2 separate regions of the Hordeum vulgare genome follow, and region 1 is linked to region 2. Evidence: chromatin contacts called from public Hi-C data. All regions are on one chromosome and are shown on one strand. Each heading gives the region's core, a stretch centred on a gene start, on an enhancer-like site or on the middle of the called end of the contact. The rest is flanking DNA. Distances are from core to core; before and after follow the strand shown. Region 1 overlaps LOC123453175 (putative disease resistance protein At5g47280). Region 2 holds the start of LOC123396786 (serine/threonine-protein kinase SAPK9-like).

Evidence for each region. A called contact is a pair of places that touch in the nucleus more often than the background predicts.
Region 1: a Hi-C map of leaf shows a contact between it and region 2, with 6 times the contacts expected there. The contact joins the enhancer-like site here to the promoter of LOC123396786 in region 2. A contact is called at or near these places in 3 of 6 Hi-C or Micro-C datasets (leaf and seedling) and 1 of 1 datasets of contacts at active chromatin or transcription factors (embryo).

The regions. Positions count from the first base shown.
Region 1 is chr5H:67,306,810-67,310,356 of MorexV3_pseudomolecules_assembly, reverse strand. LOC123453175 (putative disease resistance protein At5g47280) reads left to right here. Exons shown (of 4, transcript XM_045129946.1): 2 at 1-494; 3 at 582-793; 4 at 1,214-2,150. The coding sequence ends at 2,046. Among protein-coding and RNA genes, the nearest start is that of LOC123453175, 3.8 kb to the left of the region's middle. Within about 2 kb of position 2,081, at least 1 of the 3 cell types and tissues checked has open chromatin away from gene starts, as enhancers often do. A contact at or near this core is called in leaf, where this site is marked.
Region 2 is chr5H:67,265,711-67,269,046 of MorexV3_pseudomolecules_assembly, reverse strand. LOC123396786 (serine/threonine-protein kinase SAPK9-like) reads right to left here and starts at 1,250. Exons shown (of 9, transcript XM_045091613.1): 1 at 955-1,250; 2 at 742-816; 3 at 513-614; 4 at 376-429; 5 at 167-259; 6 at 1-31. The coding sequence starts at 1,116.

The DNA of each region.
Region 1 (3,547 bases), core at 832-3,331, 40 kb before region 2:
TTGAAGTTCCCCACGTTAGTCTCCCGGACTTACGAAATGAAATTACTCGGCGAAGAGGAGGCTTTGTCTGTCTTCTGCAGTGCTGCCTTCGATCAGGAGTCTGTTCCTCAGACTGCTGACAAGAAACTGGTTAAGCAGGTTGCTGCCGAGTGCAGAGGGCTTCCTCTAGCTCTCAAGGTTATTGGCGCATCCTTGCGTGATCAGCCTCCTATGATATGGTTGAGCGCGAAGAACCGCTTGTCACGAGGAGAGTCTATATCGGACTCACATGAGACCAAACTCCTGGAAAGAATGGCAGCAAGTGTCGAGTGCTTGTCGGGAAAGGTTAGGGAATGTTTCCTTGATCTGGGTTGCTTCCCAGAGGATAAGAAGATCCCTCTTGATGTGTTGATCAATATTTGGATGGAGATACATGATCTTGATGAGCCAGATGCTTTCGCCATCCTCATGGAGCTATCGAACAAGAACCTGCTTACCCTAGTTAATGATGCACAGTACGTATTGCACATATGTTCTTGAAAAACATCTGAGAATTCATATACTGAAAGAACAGCTTTAACTCTTTGCTGCTCTTTATGCAGGAATAAAGCTGGAGATTTATACAGCAACTATCATGACTACTCAGTCACGCAACATGATGTGTTGCGTGATCTGGCACTTCACATGAGCGGACGTGATTCTCTGAACAAAAGGAGGCGGTTAGTGATGCCAAGAAGAGAAGAATCACTTCCGAGAGATTGGCAGAGGAATAAGGACCTTCCCTTTGAAGCTCAGATTGTTTCTATTCATACAGGTGATTATCAGTTCATCAACTTGGTTGTTTTTTCCATGTTATTTGCTGTGCAGTATATTCTATGAGTCCAGTCTGAAAGCTATTCTTACAGAATTTTGAGATGTAATTGAAGAAAAATGTTGAATAGTGGTGCTTCCTTAAATGAAATTGCATGGCTTTGACTTGAACTTATGATCTATATCTCCTTTATTTAAATCACCTGATATTGTATACTAAACTGATGTTCAGTTCTGTAGCAAACCGAACCTAATTTGTATAACACCATTTTACTTCAGTATTGTTTCTTCATGAAAAATAATTTGCTTCAGCAATCATCCTTACAGTTACATGCATTTGTAATATCTTGTCGAATTTTGCCCTCATTGCGTTCTAGTCTTCTAGAAGTACAAAATGATCTGACCAATTGATTTCAAATTTCAGGCGAGATGAAAGAATCTGACTGGTTCCAGATGAGCTTCCCCAAGGCAGAAGTTCTTATCCTCAACTTCGCCTCAAGCGTATACTACCTCCCGCCGTTCATTGCAACAATGCAGAACCTGAAGGCCCTGGTGCTGATCAACTATGGTACTACCAGTGCAGCCCTTGACAATTTGTCTGCCTTCACCACACTAAGTGACCTAAGGAGTCTTTGGCTGGAAAAGATTACCCTCCCGCCACTGCCGAAAAGCACAATCCCACTGAAGAACCTACGCAAGATCTCCCTCGTCCTTTGTGAGCTGAACAACAGTCTACGAGGATCAACGATGGATCTCTCCATGACGTTTCCGCGCCTATCCAACCTCACCATTGACCATTGCGTAGATCTGAAGGAGCTGCCACCTAGTTTATGTGAAATCAGCTCTCTGGAAAGCATCTCCTTGTCAAACTGCCATGACCTCACAGAGCTGCCATATGAGCTGGGCAAGCTGCACTGCCTGAGCATCCTGCGGGTCTACGCCTGCCCGGCACTGTGGAAGCTTCCACCTTCGGTATGCAGCCTGAAGAGGTTGAAATACCTGGACATATCGCAGTGCATTAACCTTACAGACCTTCCGGAAGAGCTTGGTCACTTGACAAACCTAGAGAAGATCGACATGCGGGAATGCTCGCGGTTGAGGAGCCTCCCGAGGTCCTCCTCGTCGTTGAAGTCCCTCGGGCACGTCGTGTGTGATGAGGAAACGGCGATGCTGTGGAGGGAAGCCGAGCAGGTCATCCCGGATCTTCGTGTGCAGGTAGCAGAGGAGTGTTACAACCTGGACTGGCTTGTAGACTGATGTTCTGGATGCTCTGCCTCCAGGCTCACCATGTACAAATGATGTGTATATGTTTCCCTGTTTAAATGCAGGATGGGTAGTCAATACACTGTTCAATTTTGACATGTTCAGTGTTCATGTAGTTGACTCCAGTAGCTGACATATCTTGAAGTCATGGTCTTAAGTAGAAATGCACACAAGAGTTATATTGGCCAGGCTAACAGAGACTTTCTATTTGCACAAACATTTTTTTCTCTCTGAGCAACCGGCAGGAGAGCTACCTTTTCATTAAGGAGCAGAATATGTACAAAATGAACATGACTGCAAAAAACAGGCATATGCCGGAACTCCAACACTTCATGCTAATTATTCATGGTTGTGGTTAACTCTTTTTTGAACTGGTTGAGGTTAACTCTTTTTTGAACTGGTTGTCGTTAAGTCTTGGCTGAAAGGACATGGCCCTTGCATGATATGTCCTCAAGACAGGCGTACCACACCTCTGCATGGCAGCCTCGTGCCATTAAAAATCCGGCGGCTCTTCTCTTTTTAGGCATTTCACATGGTGTAGATCCGGTGTCCACTACGCCTCCACTAGGGGTTCTTAACTTCTCATACATGCCTCAGTTGTGGGGCAGGTGAAAGCTTTGTTTGGAGGGATGTGGTCATCTATCCAAGAAAGTGTACAAATTATGGGGCTTTTAGCTCATTTTATATTTTATATTTTTTGAAACCCTCATAGTCTATTCATGCATGACAAAGGAAGTGTAGAAAGTTTAAGTCTCAGTCCGGTTGTGAAGGGTGTGTTGAACCAACATATAAGGCTGGCTTCTTTGCACGACACTAAAAGCTTGAGAAAGAGGGAAAATGTGATTCTCAGCCCGAGCTCAAATGAGCTCGGGGTGAACAGTAAAATTCAAGAAAAATCAAAACAAATTCAAAAAAATTGAATTTTTTTGTGGCAAACATTGGAAAAAGTTCTAACAGCCTGCAAAATTACATTACGAAATCACATTTGTGGAAGCCGTGGCCAAAAAAAAACAAAATTAATACTTTAAAATGTTTTTGAAAGTAGCAGTTCCAGAGTATCGATTTTGTTTTTGTTTTTTTTGCCACGCCTCACAAAAAATGTGATTTTCTGATGAAATTTCGTAAGATATTAAAACTTTTGTCGATGTTTATAAAAAATTTGATTTTTTCGATATTTTTAAAATTATTTCGATTTTACTATTCACACGAGCTCATTTGAGCTCTTAGAAACTCCATGTCCGAGAAAGAAGCACATACATGTATGAGTCGCTTACCGCTTTCTTATCTCGCTTCTCGGCGTGCACCATAAGTGAGAAGGCAGGCATCTCAAACTCCTCCTCTTATGATCGTGTGTATAGAAGAGGGGTGATTAGGTTTTTCATTGTTTCTGGATATGTCATACTGGAAATTAATCTAGACATGGTATTTTTATCGTTTATACCTGATTTCATGTCTGGTATCTTGGTTGGTTCATTCAACATGTTTAACCAGTTCA
Region 2 (3,336 bases), core at 1-2,500:
TTGACTTTGGTTGAGAATGAAGAACTGATGACTGTAAATTAGAGAGGAATTTCTGGTGTAAATCTTTTAAAGATCTGGTATCCATCACAAATTTCTGGTGTAAGATGGTTCACATAAGCAAGCAGTCAGGCACCGCTCCACCAGATTGATTAATAGCACAGAATACCTTGGAATAACCGAAGTCGCATATCTTGAGGCGAGGGGTGGTGCTTCCATCCAGCAGAGTGTTCTCGAGCTTTAAGTCACGATGGCACACTTGCTTGACGAATACAACAGATTCATGTCGTCAATTGCACAGAAAACTACATAGAAAGGTGCAATCATGTGGTAGTAGTATATATAATTCGGGTAACAGCTGGCTGATACCAATCATACCATTGAATGGCAGTAGCTAACTCCAGATATCAGTTGCTGGAAAAAGAAGCGAGCCTGAACATACACACACATGAACTGAGTTAACAAAAACGACAACTGTGCCGTCATACATACAAATCTTGAGTCGGGAGAGATACCTCGTCGACGCTGAATCGACCGGCGGTGCAGATGCGGTCGAAGAGCTCCCCGCCGGAGGCGTACTCCATGACGATGGCGAGATGCGTCGGCGTCAGAATAACCTGAAGAGCAGCAAACACACAGAAAGACAGAGTTTGTTCCTCGCATCATTCCACCAGAGTCCACATATAACCGTCCAAGGATCGATACTGCAAGCCAAGGCGATTGTACCACCGATCGTATGCTCACCTCCTTGAACCGGATGATGTTGGGGTGCCGCAGCGACCTGTGGTTGATGATCTCCCTCTGCACGTTCTCGTCGATCTGCGCGCGCACACGCACGCATCAAACTTGTAATGAATAGTAGTATCAAAAGCCATGGCTCTTGGTTCGGCGTGCGCGTGCGGGAAACTGGGAATAAATAATCGAAGCGTGGTGGCCGATGCGGTTTGGAGGTGGTACCTTCTCGCCGCGGTCGATGTACTTGACGGCGACGAGCTCGCCGGAGGCGCGGTTGCGCATGAGGCGGGCGACGCCGAAGTTGCCGGATCCGATGCTGCGGACCAGCTCGTAACGGTCGCCGTCGAGCATCACCGGCACATCGCCCATCGTCCCCCTCTCCATCGCCCCCGCGCCGACGACTCTACCGCCGCCCAAGACTGACACGGAGGTCCCCGCGCGCCCCCTCTCTCTCCTTATCTCGCTGTCGAACCTTTCTTCCTAACTCTGGCCGCGCGCTTTTGTCAATTCTTATTGCCGCCACTATCTGCATTCTGGAGTACTGCTGCTACAAGAAGAGAGGAGGATGACGTCATGGGGCGTGCTTATCCTAGGCTCGCCTTTTTTTTCAGTTGACATTCCCTCCTAGGCTCGCCTGACTAGCGGGCCCACCTGTATCATTGAAGCAGTCCAGGAACACGGTTTTATTTCAAAAAAGAAAAAATCCACTCACGGCTTTCAATCGTACTGGAGTGCGGGCCCGGGTGCGGGCTGTCATGGTGGGGCACCTGAGTCGGTATCATGTGTATGTAGCGTGTGCAGACAAGATGGTGGGAAAAAGGCGGGGAAATATCTCGAGGTGGAGGCGTGGAGCCGTAGCCGGGATCAAATTATACTACTCCCTCCGATATATTTTTACTGTACGTATTAAATTTGTGTCAAGTTAATTTTACAAAATCTTTACTTATAATAATTATAATTATTAATCTATATCTATACCCATACCCCTAATAATAAAGGGGAAACGTTACTTTTCAACCGACGGATCCTGATTTCGCGTCCACCGTCTCCTTTATTCGCCACGTGGCCGGGCGGACGAGCCATGACCCGTTTCCTAAAACAACTCCATTGTTTCTGCAACTTGGAAGTAGTTGCAGAACGAGGGACCCAGGCATGGCGACGACGGCTTCCACGGGAAGAGCTCGCCGGTCGCCCCGCCGCCGGCCGCCTCGCCGCCTAGAGCTCGCCAGCCGCCCCGCCGGCTAGAGCTCGCCGGCCGCCCCGCCCCGCCGCCAAGAGCTCGCCGGCCGCCCCGCCGGCCAGAGCTCGCCGGCCGCCCCGTCGCCTAGAGCTCGCCGCTCGCCGGCCGCCCCGCCGCCTAGGTAGTGGTTCTGCAACTTGAGCTTTGTTGCAAAATTTCCTGAAACATGACCCTTGTTGCAAAAAATTCTCCCGCAAAAACGAAGAAAAAAATCCTGCAACAAGCAAATTGTTTCTGAAACTCGACCGTTGTTTCAGGAATTAACAGATCCAAAGTTTATTTCTTGCAACAAAGCGAAAGTTTCCGCAACTCGAGCGTCGTTTCAGAACCATGCGGCGGGGATGCAGGGCGTTAGATCGCCATCCGACGGCTAGCTAGGTGACGGATAATTTTTAGAAATCATCCAGCGGATGCGTAGCGTTCCGGCTATTGCTTCCGTCGGAAAACCCACCGTGCTATTTTTATAAAAAAAGCCCCTGTAATTTTTGTTATTCAACCCACGCTCCATCATTATTTTAATAAATCAAAATGATTATAAAAAAATTAAAAGCGTATGGTTTTTTTTCTCCCGTTGCAACGCACAAGCCCTTTTGCTAGTAATAATAAAGCGGCTATCGCTTCCGTCGAAAAACCCATCGCGGCATTTTTATAAAAAAGGCCCTGTAATTTTTGTTATTCAACCCGCGCTCCATCATTTATCTGCAACGCAAAAGAAAAAAATGATTCGCTGCAAAAAAATTATACCCGTACGCATCGCCTCCTCCCGTCGACCCTGGGCCACCCTAGCTTGTGCCCAGGCCACCGCCACACCACTCGCCGCCGCGGCCGACCTCTACCGGCACCGTTGCCGATCTCAACCCACCCGCCTCCGCGGCTGTACCTCTCCCTGCTCACTTCCCCCGTTGCGGCGCTCGAGCGCATCGCGTCGACCCTGGTCCACCCTGGCCTGTGCCCAGGCCGCTGCCACACCACTCACCGCCACGGCCGACCTCAACCACCACTGTTGTCGATCTCAACCCACCCGCCTCCGCGGCCGTACCTCTGCCCGCTTGCTGCCCCCGTTTCGGCACTCTTGCACAGCTTCTGGATCAAATCAACGCGATAGCTACAGTGACTCGGGATGATGCGTCTGCTAGATGCAGAACTGCGGCGGCGCGCGGATAAGGCGCGGCGGAGCGAAGTACTTGCAGGTGGAGGCGGGCCTCCATGGTTCACACTGGGAACTCCGAGGTTATGGCGCGGCAACGGCGACTCCTTATGGCCAGATATAGGCGCCTAACCCTTGCTCCCCTCATCGTATCCCCTCCTCCGGCAGGAACTCATCATCTGGCGAGATCCCCTCCCCATGCCTCCAACCGTGTGCC